Regions from separate parts of the Sus scrofa genome. Here regions 2 and 3 are each linked to region 1. A link is a contact called in public HiChIP or PLAC-seq data. All regions are on one chromosome and are shown on one strand. Each heading gives the region's core, a stretch centred on a gene start, on an enhancer-like site or on the middle of the called end of the contact. The rest is flanking DNA. Distances are from core to core; before and after follow the strand shown. Region 1 holds the start of LOC110257623. Region 2 holds the start of GCC1 (GRIP and coiled-coil domain-containing protein 1). Region 3 holds the start of SND1 (staphylococcal nuclease domain-containing protein 1).

Region 1 (3,524 bases), core at 92-2,591:
CAGTAAGGGTCACATTTAAAATTTTTTTTTTGCTTAAGCATATTGCATACAATTAAATATTTTAAAATGTGACTTTTATTGGCAGCATAACAAGCACCATCACGTGGAGGTGTTTATTTTACATTGGTTTATGAATTGCCGCATTCCATTACATTTTAGTTTGCTGTTTTACGATGCTTTTTGACAATGGGGCAGATAAAAACGATCAAACACACTGAAGTGATAAATTAGTGTGCAGAATGCATGGTACATGGAATTCCTTTTTTAAAGTTGATCATTTTTTTAATCATTTTCTGTCACGCCTGTAATAAAGCTGCTACAATCCCTCAGGACCTAGACAAATACTCCGTGCAATATTTTCACAGTAACAGATTTATCAATTACTAGGCCTACTACAAAATTAGCTTTGAGTTTTGAAAACACATTTTGGTTACTCTTTTGCTCTTCCAAAATACATCAGAGCCTATCTACTAAATTTTCTTTTTCAGGGATCTGAAAACTGGCAACTTAAGTTGGACAACGAACGTTTTCAGTGATTCTTGGGGGGAAGATAAACGAAGCGAACGGGCTTTTTCTTTCTTAAAATTTTCATATTTGCTTCTGGAGCGAGAATCCCATCCTTAGGAGTCGGGGAGAAGGCGGGGGAGGTGGCTCTCCTGCCTCTGGGCAGCAGCACAGGGATTTGCTGAATTTGACAGACCACTGTGATCTTCGGGGATTTTCCAGGCAGGATGAGGGCGCAGAAGAGGAGAAAGAGGGCGTACGGCCCACGTGACCCAACTTTACTTTCAGGTTCCAGAAGTTGAACGCAGCTGCAGTCAATACTGATCTTCCACCACTTGACTGTTTTTCTCCCAAGGACCTGATTTAAAAAAAAAAAAAAAAAAAATCCAAGTTCTGAGAGGCACACTTCGGAAACTATTGAGTTAAAAAAAAAAAGTTCCATTCGTTCCATTTATAAATGCGCGGATAAACTTTTTCAGAATCACGAATAATTTACAGTTTACGCATTTGCCAAGCCTCCTATAGTTTCCTCCCGTGCTTCTCCAAGCCTCCCTGTTTCGGTTCCACCGAAATAAGCGCGATAGCAACAGTTTGGTTGCCGGGCAGCCTGTCTCCCGTGCGCAATCGCCGCTCCAGGGTCCTCGCACTTCTTGGTCCTCGAGGTCCAAGCCTTCGGCTCCGCGTCCACCAGCAGGAGAACGTGTGGGCGAGCTGCTCGTCCGAGACTCAGGCCGCGGGCTCCGCACAACCGACCGCGGTTCCCTCCCCGCGCAGGGTCGCGGCGCGTCGCCTCCCCACCGGCTGGGGCGCCGGGCCGGGCGCATGCGCGCGGCGCTCCCGGGCGTGCCGGCCACACTCCCCCCACCCACTTCGAGAGCTTGTCACTTCCTGCCCTCGCCCCATCTCCGTCCGGGGTCAGTCAGTCGCTCCCTGTCGCTGCCGGAGAGTCTCTGCTTCCCCCTTCCTACCCGCTCCACGGCGGTAACTCAGGCTCTTCGGAGAGGGGGAGACAGAGAAAGAGAGAGACTGACTCAATAAAGTTTCCAGAAACAACTGCTACTAAAAAGGGCCCGAGGTGGGGGGAAACCCCCGTCCTTCCCCGCCCCTCTCCAAAAGCCTGAGGGACCGTTGCAGGTGGAGCGGCGCTGGGGGGAGCCGGGCTCCGGCAGCAGCCGTTGCCCCGGCGAGGGGCGCCTCGGGTCCTGCCCTCTCCGGTTCCGGCTCCTTCGGTGGCGGCGGCGGCGGCTGCGGGGCGGTTCCTCCTGTCAACTGCCTGCGCCCGCGCGCCGCCCGCCCGCCCAGCTCCCCAGCGCGGAGGGACGCCGTGCGCCGCCGCCGCCGCCGTCGCCTCGGGCCGCGGAGGGACGTGGTGAGCTGGGCGCTTCCGCGTCAGCGCCGGCGGGGACTCTTTGGGAGCGCGTCGGGCCCGAACCCGGGTCCCCTCGCCTGGTCCGCGGAGGCTGCGCCAGGTGGGGCCCGAAGTCGCCTCCCACGCCAGGCTGTCCCCGCGGCCGCCCGGCCTGCCTGCCTGCCTTCCGCCTGCCAGCCGGCCCGCCCTTGGAGTTCAGTAAGTTGGGCGCACTTGGTCGGGGGGACGGGAGCGCCTCCGGGGAGACCCCGACGCACGTGCGTGGCGGGAGGGCGCGGCGTGGGCCGGCCGCGGGCGGGAGCGGCACCTTGGCCGCCGCGGCCGCCGCGCCCCCCGCCCCACGGGCCCAGACGCCGACCGGGGCCGACGCGCTCCGCGCCTCCGTCCCCGCGCGCGCCCTCCCGGGAAGGCGAGGCCGCCGCCGCCGCCGCCGCCCGCGCAGCCGGCTAGGCCCTCGCCCTGCGCTGCGCGCCCGCGGCTGCGTTTCCGGGTAGGGCGATGGAGCTCTGCGGGAGCTCAGGCTGGAGAAGCCTCGGTGCGTTTTTCGTTTTCGGTGCGAGAGGAAGAGGAAGGTGCAGGGCGGTGGAGGGGTGGAGGGAAAGCGGAGGGCAGGTGAAGGGAAGGTTTCTGAAAAACGCAGCCAGAGCCCCCCCAGGAAGTTCAGGGTGAGTGACGGGTTTGTGCTTCTTTCAACAGCCAAGCCGCAATGAAGAGCTTCTTACAGTGAAAGGAAAGTAGGTCGCGTCCACTGAAAATGCCTTTAAGGGACAAATACTGTCAAACTGACCACCATCATCACGGATGCTGTGAACCAGGTATACCCCTTGCTTCGCCAGTTACTTTGCCCTCCATCAGAGCCATGCTGCTGTTTCCTTCTGGTTTTCTTTTCCTCCAGCCCGAGAAGTCATTCCTAACTAAGCAGGCTATAATTTCCCCCAGCATAAAACCAGTTATGAAGGTAAAAGCTTGTACAAACAAGAGGTCTCCCCTTCTTGATCCCTTAAAAAAAGTACTACAAGTGTCACCTTCAATCTTTTCCGCAAGATCGATCACTCAATCCCTTTTGCTTTTTCAAGGCAGCCTGCAGTTAGTGGTATAGCCCCAGCCCCATGCTCTGTGAATATTTAAGACTGAAGAGAAAAGGGAAAAAATGGGTGGGAGGATGGTAGCATTTATCTTCGTGGAAGTTGTTTCATTTAAACTCTTAAAAACTAAAAGTTTGTCATGCTTAAACAGTGCTTACAGAGAGAATTTTGTACAAAGCCTAAAAACTAGTTTAGTTTGGACTTAAAAAGTTTGTTGAATTCAACTTGTTGCGAGAATAAGGTTTTGCTAAATGCAGCCCCTCTTTTAACTTTCTGGGACAGAACACACTATTGCAAAACCTGATTATTTAGGTAGAGTACATATATATATTTTAAGGGATATTTTATTCATTTATGAAATGAAAAAGTTGCTTTTTGGAGTCTCATGAAGCATATTAGAACACTTTAATAAATGTGATAGGGAAACTTTTTCTGCTTCTTAGAAGTTTGATGTGTTTTGTCACAAACATTTAGAGGTATATCTTAAAAGGGAATCCTTGAATACACTCACTCAACCACTTGAAGAATATTCTAATATAGTTCAAAGGTAGCTATTTATCATTTTT
Region 2 (3,539 bases), core at 946-3,445, 130 kb before region 1:
TCGAATCAAAGCTACAGCTGCAGGCCCATGCCACAGCCACAGCAACGCCAGATGGAGCTCTGTCTTCGACCTGTACCACAGCTCACAGCAACGTCGGATCCCGAGCGAGGCCAGGGATCCAACCTGCGTCCTCATGGATGCTAGTCAGATTCGTTTCTGTTGAGCCACGAAGGGAACTCCAACCTGCACCTTTAATGCATAGCTAGCTAGCATTTTGTAAGGCTGAAGAGCTTCATGAGCTATTTTCCCACTCACCTTAGCATCTGAGGGGAAATAGCAAGATAGGAATTAATTTAAATTTCTTTTATGGTGGAGACTGGGTCACCTAATATATGCTTAACAAATGCTGGCTGGATTGAATGGACTAACTGATTGCTCAGTGGAGCATGGACAGGTGTTTTTGCCTGTTCTGGATTCCCTTTGGGCTTCTAGAATCAATCCCTATGGACTGGACATGGTGAGGTGAGCTGGGAATCAGAGAACGTTCCTTCCTTCCTTCACTCATTAAACAAATATTTATTGAGTGCCATTGTTCCATGCCTCAGTTTGAATCTCAGTTCTGCATTTTTTTTTTTTGAGGGCTTAAATTCAACAATACTCACAACCTGTCATTTTCTCATCTATAAAAGGAGACTATCTGTCCCAAGTTACAGTGAAGAATGAGATGATAAGATAATGTACCTGAATTTTTGTTTGATGCAGCTGGATATTATCTGGGCCACCAAGAAACTGGGTCTGACCAGATTTCTAGTATCGGGCCCATCCTGACCCTCAGTCTGTAAAGAGAACAGATGTTAGGCACCAGGAATGAGTGAGTACCTGACTCTTTTTTACTCTGCATTCCTAAGAAGGCTTTTACAAGGTTGAAGAGCACATTTCAAAGAATCCAAATATAACAACACAGCTACTGGTGACCAAGTCAGATCAGTTCTACATCTTTAGCTCTTTTAATTAGCCTCTTTCATCCTTGTTGTCACTGCTCTATTTCACTACCATCTTATCCCCATGACTGAAAATAGCCTTCTATACCTCGGTTTCTCCACCTTGTCATACAAGATTTGATGATGCCACTCTTGTGATGAAAATCCTTTAGTGTCTTATTACCCAAGATAAAATCCAAATGCCTTAATTTGGGTCCTCATCTACTCTGCCAGCCCCATCTGTTGCCACCTCCTTCACAAAACCTAAGCTACTGCCTTGAAATGCTTCCCAGTGCTTCCCCGGGAGGACCCAGGCTCTCTGATGCCCTAGGAGTCCTTGTACGTTTTCCTCTCTGCCTGGAATGCTTCCCTCCTCTCCGGTTAGATGGGCAATCAGTATTCATCATTCAAATCTCAAAATAGTTCCCCTGAGAGGCTTGTCTCCTCTAAACAGGCCTCGCTCCTCTTAACTTCCATACCCCTTTGCATATAATTGTGTTTGCACATCTGGTTTCTCTCTAGATATGGGTTCCCTGAGGGCAAGACCTTCTCTCTCTCTCTTTTTTAAAATATATAATGATTTTTATTTCTTTTTCATTATAGCTGGTTTACAGTGTTCAAGACCTTATCTCTTCAAGGTGATCATCTAGCACAGCATTTGATATGTGGCGAGTGGGACTGATCTTGATAGGATTCTAAACTTACTGGCTGTGTGTGACTTTGGGAGTGTCACTTAACCTCTCTGTGCTTCAAGTTTCTCTATAAAATAGTGCTAATAATACCCATTCAGCAGAATTACTATAAAGACTAAACAGCAAAATTCCTGTGATCTTCCTGCAATATATTTGGCACTTAGGATGGACAGCGTGGCTATATATATTTCTCTCTGTTGAATAACCTCAGAACTCAGGAAGGATGCTAATAATTATTATACTGTACGCCTACTGGGTTCCAAATACTGTCCTCGAAAGGGTTGCCATTTTCATGGTCTAAATGGGAGTCTTAACTGTTGCTCTTTAGGGGCAAAAGTATTGAGCCCCCAAACATCGTCGTTTACCCGGGTTTTTGGTAAGGACGCGGTGCGACGTCGTCCTGGTCCCTCGCTAGGGCAAAATCAGGCGCCCTCACCAAACCAACATCACTCCTGGGTACCCGATTTTACTTGCTCTGCTCTAGCCAGGAGCAAACAGCTGGAGGCCCAGCTGAACGGCCTCCAGACCGCCGGCTGAACTAACCCCGCCCACCTCGCGCTCACTGGGGGCGGGGTCTGATGCGTCACGCTGTCGTCACTTCCAGCCGGACCCGGAAGCGCTGTTGACTCGTGGCTAGAGTTAGGAAGTCGGGATGCGGCTAAGCTCAGCTTAAACCGTCGGCTCCTGGTGCCGGCGGGGCACGGAGCGGCTCTGGAACAGTGGGGCCGAGCCCTGGCAGTGTGTTCCTCTGGTGAGCTTTGGCAGTCTGTTCCTCTAGGATAGGACCAGCCCCCACCCTCTTGTCAGGGATCTGGCGGACGCTTCTGCCTGGCTGCCCCGCCGCGCCCCACATTCGGTGTCGAACAGCTGTGAGGAGCAGATGTGCGGCCGGGGCGGGGGGGGGTGGGCAGTTCTCTCCCTGTCGCTCACAGCCCCCGCCAACATCTTCGTGACCCTCTCCCAGCCTGTCCGAACGCTGTCGTAGAGCAAGCCGTCCTGAACCGTCATGGAGAAGTTTGGGATGAATTTCGGGGGCGGCCCGAGCAAGAGGGACCTGCTGGAGACCATTGAGACGCAGAAGAAGCAGCTCCTCCAGTACCAGGCACGTCTCAAGGATGTAGTCCGCGCCTATAAAAGCCTGCTGAAAGAGAAAGAGGCGCTGGAGGCCAGCATTAAGGTGCTGTCGGTATCCCACGAGGCGGATGTGGGCCTTGCAGGTGTCCAGCCCCAAAGCCTCACCTTTCCCGACTCTGTGGATGATCGATGCTCCACTCATAGCGAAGACAGCACTGGGACCGCCACCAGCTTGGATACTGCCGCCAGTCTCACCAGTACCAAGGGTGAGTTTGGGGTTGAAGATGACAGACCGGCCTGTGGACCACCACCTCCAAAGTCCGAGGAGGCCAGCGGGTCAGAGAGCGGCGTTAGCAGTAGCAGTGGGGATGGACCGCCTGGAGGTGGTGAGGTGGACAAACGAGTGCACCAGCTAAAGACTCAGTTGGCTACTTTGACCAGCTCTTTGGCCACAGTCACCCAGGAGAAGTCCCGCATGGAAGCTTCTTATCTGGCTGACAAAAAGAAGATGAAACAGGACCTAGAGGATGCCAGTAAGAAGTTAGAGGAGGAGAGGGGCCGTCTGGAAGGAGAATTGAAGGGGCTGCAGGAGCAGGTAGCAGAAACCAAAGCCCGACTTATCACGCAACAGCATGATCGGGCCCAAGAGCAGAGTGACCATGCCCTGATGCTGCGTGAGCTCCAGAAACTGCTGCAGGAGGAGAGGACTCAGCGCCAGGACTTGGAGCTTCGGTTGGAAGAGACTCGAGAAGCTCTGGCTGGACAGGCCTATGCAGCCGGTCAGGTGGAAGGGTTTGAACTGCAGACCAAGCAGCTGACCCGTGAGGTGGAGGAGCTGAAAGGTGAGCTACAG
Region 3 (3,647 bases), core at 911-3,410, 180 kb before region 1:
GCCATTCTTTCTAAACCTCAGATTTACACTTGTAAAATAGTAGCCAATGACCCTACTAATTATTAGGTGTTATAAACAAGACAATACAAACAAGACTCAGCATGAGATAGGAACCTTAATGAAAAAGTGACTGTTGATACCCAGTATCCATTTGGATATCTGTGGGCAGGCGTGGTCACTGACCCCATAGCATCCAGGTGCCCCGGAGGCCTCCAGCATTGGTAGAAGCAAAAAGCTGTTCACCTCATTCCACTCCCAGGCCACAAATGAGAGGGGCCTTTAAGAAAAATCCAAGCTTTAGCAAAGGAAAAAACTCAGAAAGATTCACCCTGTGCTGCCAGTCGCACTACAGACCGCCAACTGCACTACAGGCCGCCAAGTGGTGCTTTGTTCCTATGGTAAAGGGAAAGATCTCTGTAAATGAAAAAGCTAATTTAAGAGACACCCCTTCAGGATAATCTTTTCATGGGTCAGGTCAATATTTCAAAGAGATGAAAATATGTGGACCTTGGAAATTCCCTTCTCACTCAGTTTCCGATAAATTCTGACTCTCCTTTATGTATAAAGTGGAAAAGCAATACTGAAAAACCCTATGAATCTCACCCAGAGGCAGAATATTGCTAAAAATGAATTAGAGGGACAAAAAAGTCTTCCCTTCTAATTCTCTCTCTCTCTCTCTCTCTCTCTCTCTCACACACACACACACACAAAAGCTGAAGAAAATTTTAATCCTGTGAAACTTTCCACAACTGCAAAACACTAGAGCTTTGGGACAAAGGGTCATTAAAAAAATGTATCCAGATGGAAAAGTCAGAATTCCAGTCTGAAGTGAAATCTACAAGTCTGAGGTCATCACAAGCAGAAATTCTGGTAACAACCAAGAAATGTCAGGTTCCAATATTTGGAAGGGTTGAGGGGAGGACAATAAGGGGGACAACTGATTAAAAAACAAAAAAAAAAACCAAAAATTATACTACAAAATTATCACGGAGCTGGGGGTAAATTTTTTTAATGAAACTTGCAGGGTTTTAAATTCACAATTTAAGGATGCAGAAAGCGAGAAGACATAAAATCGGGCAGAATCTACAGTGTGAGAGCAGTGGACTGGGAATCAGAACACTTGGGCTCAGGTCCTGGCTCCAATCCAAACCACCATGTGACCTTAGGCAAGTCACTTGCCCTCTTCAAACCAGTCTCATCTGTTAGGAGGTGAGGGAACAATAATGATAACTAAGATTCCTACCGGCCTAACATTTCAAGAGTCAAAAAGAGGGGGAGTACAAACATGAGGAGCTCTCAGGACTTCAGACTTGACACAAGAGGTGAAGGAAAATGAGGGCCAGAGAGTGAGAAAACTTGGGAATAAGTAAATGAGCGTCGGTGAAAACATAAGAACTTCAGGAAGGGCACGTCGTTCAAGAGTTCCATGGCAGAGCGGATGTCAGGATCTTGAAAAACTGCAAACTGCTCAGCATATGCCAAAATGGACAGAAGGACGGATGGATCGTAGGACACATACCAACAAATTATCCCCGTTAATCAATCAGTAATCGATCTGTCGTGATAAAGAGCCAGGAGACTGAGTGCCGCGACCACGGAAATCAGTGTGACCCCTAATGTCAGGGTGTCCGGGAGGCAAAGTACCAAGGGGAGTCCGTGTCGGGTTGCGTCTAGGGAGGGATTCCCAGAACGGGTGAAAAGTGAGGAACAGGGCAGAGGAAAGAGAATCTGGGAGACCATGCAGGCTGGCAGAAGGGGAAGAAGCCAGCGCCAGACTCCCGCACGGTGGCGGGCGGTGGGATCGGTGTCCCGGGCCCCGCTCTCACCATCTTGACGATGCCCCGCTGCACGGTGGGGACCGCAGGTCCCCCGGAGGAGCCGCCGCTCTGCGCGGAGGAGGCCATGTGTAGAGATTGAAAGGCAGCGAATAAGGCGGCTGGCCGGCTTGGAGGTGTCAATGTGAGTGTCGGTGTTGGTGAGAGGCCGCCGCGAAGAGAAGCGGGCGGGCGATCGGCTGCAGGTGATGGACGGGACGGACTCGCCAGGCGCTCACTAGAGCAACAGCCGGACTGGGAGCGAAAGAGACGCGATCTCAGCCGCCGCCACACGTTCTACTCGCCGCGCAAGCGTGCCAGAGCGCCACCGCCCTCCGGCCAATTAGAGCCCAGAGCCCGCCGGACCCCAAGCCAATAGGCACCCTGTTCGCGGAGCCCCGCCCCTTGGTCCCAAAACGGGTGAAGCGCTTCAGGAAGCGCTGAAAGAGCTGATTTGCGGTGATGGTCTAGGTATGGGGCGGGACTTCCGGGGCAGCGGTAGTGTGTGGTGTCGGGAGGTGTAGTGGGAAGGAAAGGACACGTCAGCATCTGGCCGCGGGGCGCGGTGAGCCCTGGGAGCCCCGGGGGCGGGGCCAGCCTCGCCCTCCGGCCCGGCCCCGCCCATTGCACCCGATTCGGCGGGTAGCTGGGGTGCCCACGTGGACGCTGGCGTTCCAGGACTGCGTACCCCGGTTGGGGTGAGCGGACTGGGAACCTGAGCCAACGAGGCAGAATCCTGGAGGAATCTCAGCACTGGTGCACAACGACTTCCGACATTTTGCCTCAGCTGAAAGTATGGGGAGAACTTGAAAAAGTCTGAACCTCCTGAAACTGTTGGCTGACACTGAACGTGGCGGTGTGCATCCTCCCTGTAGTTGGCAGTGCAGCTGGCTCGTATTTGTGTCGCCAGATGTCTAGCACTTGTTAGGCGCTCGATTAATGTTTCTTGGTAGAAAAGATAAATCTCTTAGAGGTGATATGCCTTGTGCACAGAGGAGAATCACCCTCGTTTTCCGTCTCTTCCGAAATGCGACAGTGAAGTTATGGAAAGGCACTCTCTCTCCCTAGACTGAGTGTGTGAAGCCAAACCGCTTCCAACCCATCCTTTACCTAGCCCCTTTCTTTTGAATAAAGAGACTGGGGAGAGGGAGGGCGGAGCAAAGGCATATAAATGTTTAAGTGAATGTTGAGAGACAACGAATATTCATAGTGTTTATTATGAGGAGAAAGCACTTTACTTGCATGTCATTTAATCTTAATCTTAAAACCTGGCCCTGCACTGAGGACAGTTTCCCCTTTGGTTTTTTTTTTTTTTTTTTTTTTTTTTTTTTTTTTGCGATTTAGGACCGCACTGGCAGGCTAGGGGTGGAATAAGCTGTAGCTGCTTATTGCGATCCAAGCGGCCGCTGCGACCTATACCACAGCTCATAGCAACGCTGGATCCTTAACCCACTGAGGGAGGCCAGGGATGGAACCCGAAACCTCATGGTTACTAGTCGGATTCTCTTCCACTGGGGAACAATGGGAACTTCCCATGTAGCTCTTTTGAGAAGGGGTTATTCTCCCATACTTAACATATCCCAGAGTCAAGTTTTGGGGTCAGCACCTTCCTAGACGTCTAATGCCACTTCCATACCATTCATTTGCCACCCTCTTTAAAAAAAAAAAAAAAAAAATCCTTGTGGAGTTTCATTCCACCTGCTTATGGAACTTTCTCCATCTCACTGCCCCAAATGCCATTTGTCATTTATTGAAACTGACACCTGATGCACATTCTCCACTCAGTGTTCCTGAATGACTTCAACATTTATGTGCCTGACTTATCCAGTACCC

Evidence for each region. HiChIP or PLAC-seq counts read pairs in DNA pulled down with a chosen protein or histone mark.
Region 2: an H3K27ac HiChIP or PLAC-seq map of alveolar macrophages shows a contact between it and region 1. The contact joins the promoter of GCC1 here to the promoter of LOC110257623 in region 1. A contact is called at or near these places in 4 of 47 Hi-C or Micro-C datasets (brain, heart right ventricle, liver and 1 more) and 1 of 2 datasets of contacts at active chromatin or transcription factors (alveolar macrophages).
Region 3: an H3K27ac HiChIP or PLAC-seq map of alveolar macrophages shows a contact between it and region 1. The contact joins the promoter of SND1 here to the promoter of LOC110257623 in region 1. A contact is called at or near these places in 1 of 5 promoter capture datasets (liver), 4 of 47 Hi-C or Micro-C datasets (embryonic fibroblasts, heart right ventricle and liver) and 2 of 2 datasets of contacts at active chromatin or transcription factors (alveolar macrophages and skeletal muscle).

Annotation. Positions count from the first base shown.
Region 1 is chr18:20,833,111-20,836,634 of Sscrofa11.1, forward strand. LOC110257623 reads right to left here and starts at 1,342. Exons shown (of 2, transcript XM_021079290.1): 1 at 1,001-1,342; 2 at 56-862. The coding sequence starts at 1,328. The coding sequence ends at 819. ZNF800 (zinc finger protein 800) reads left to right here and starts at 1,409. Exons shown (of 5, transcript XM_021079288.1): 1 at 1,409-2,071; 2 at 2,570-2,688. The coding sequence starts at 2,628.
Region 2 is chr18:20,699,490-20,703,028 of Sscrofa11.1, forward strand. It overlaps GCC1 (GRIP and coiled-coil domain-containing protein 1), which reads left to right and starts at 2,196. Exons shown (of 2, transcript XM_003134715.4): 1 at 2,196-3,539. The coding sequence starts at 2,619.
Region 3 is chr18:20,651,461-20,655,107 of Sscrofa11.1, forward strand. SND1 (staphylococcal nuclease domain-containing protein 1) reads right to left here and starts at 2,161. Exons shown (of 24, transcript XM_021078633.1): 1 at 1,827-2,161. The coding sequence starts at 1,904.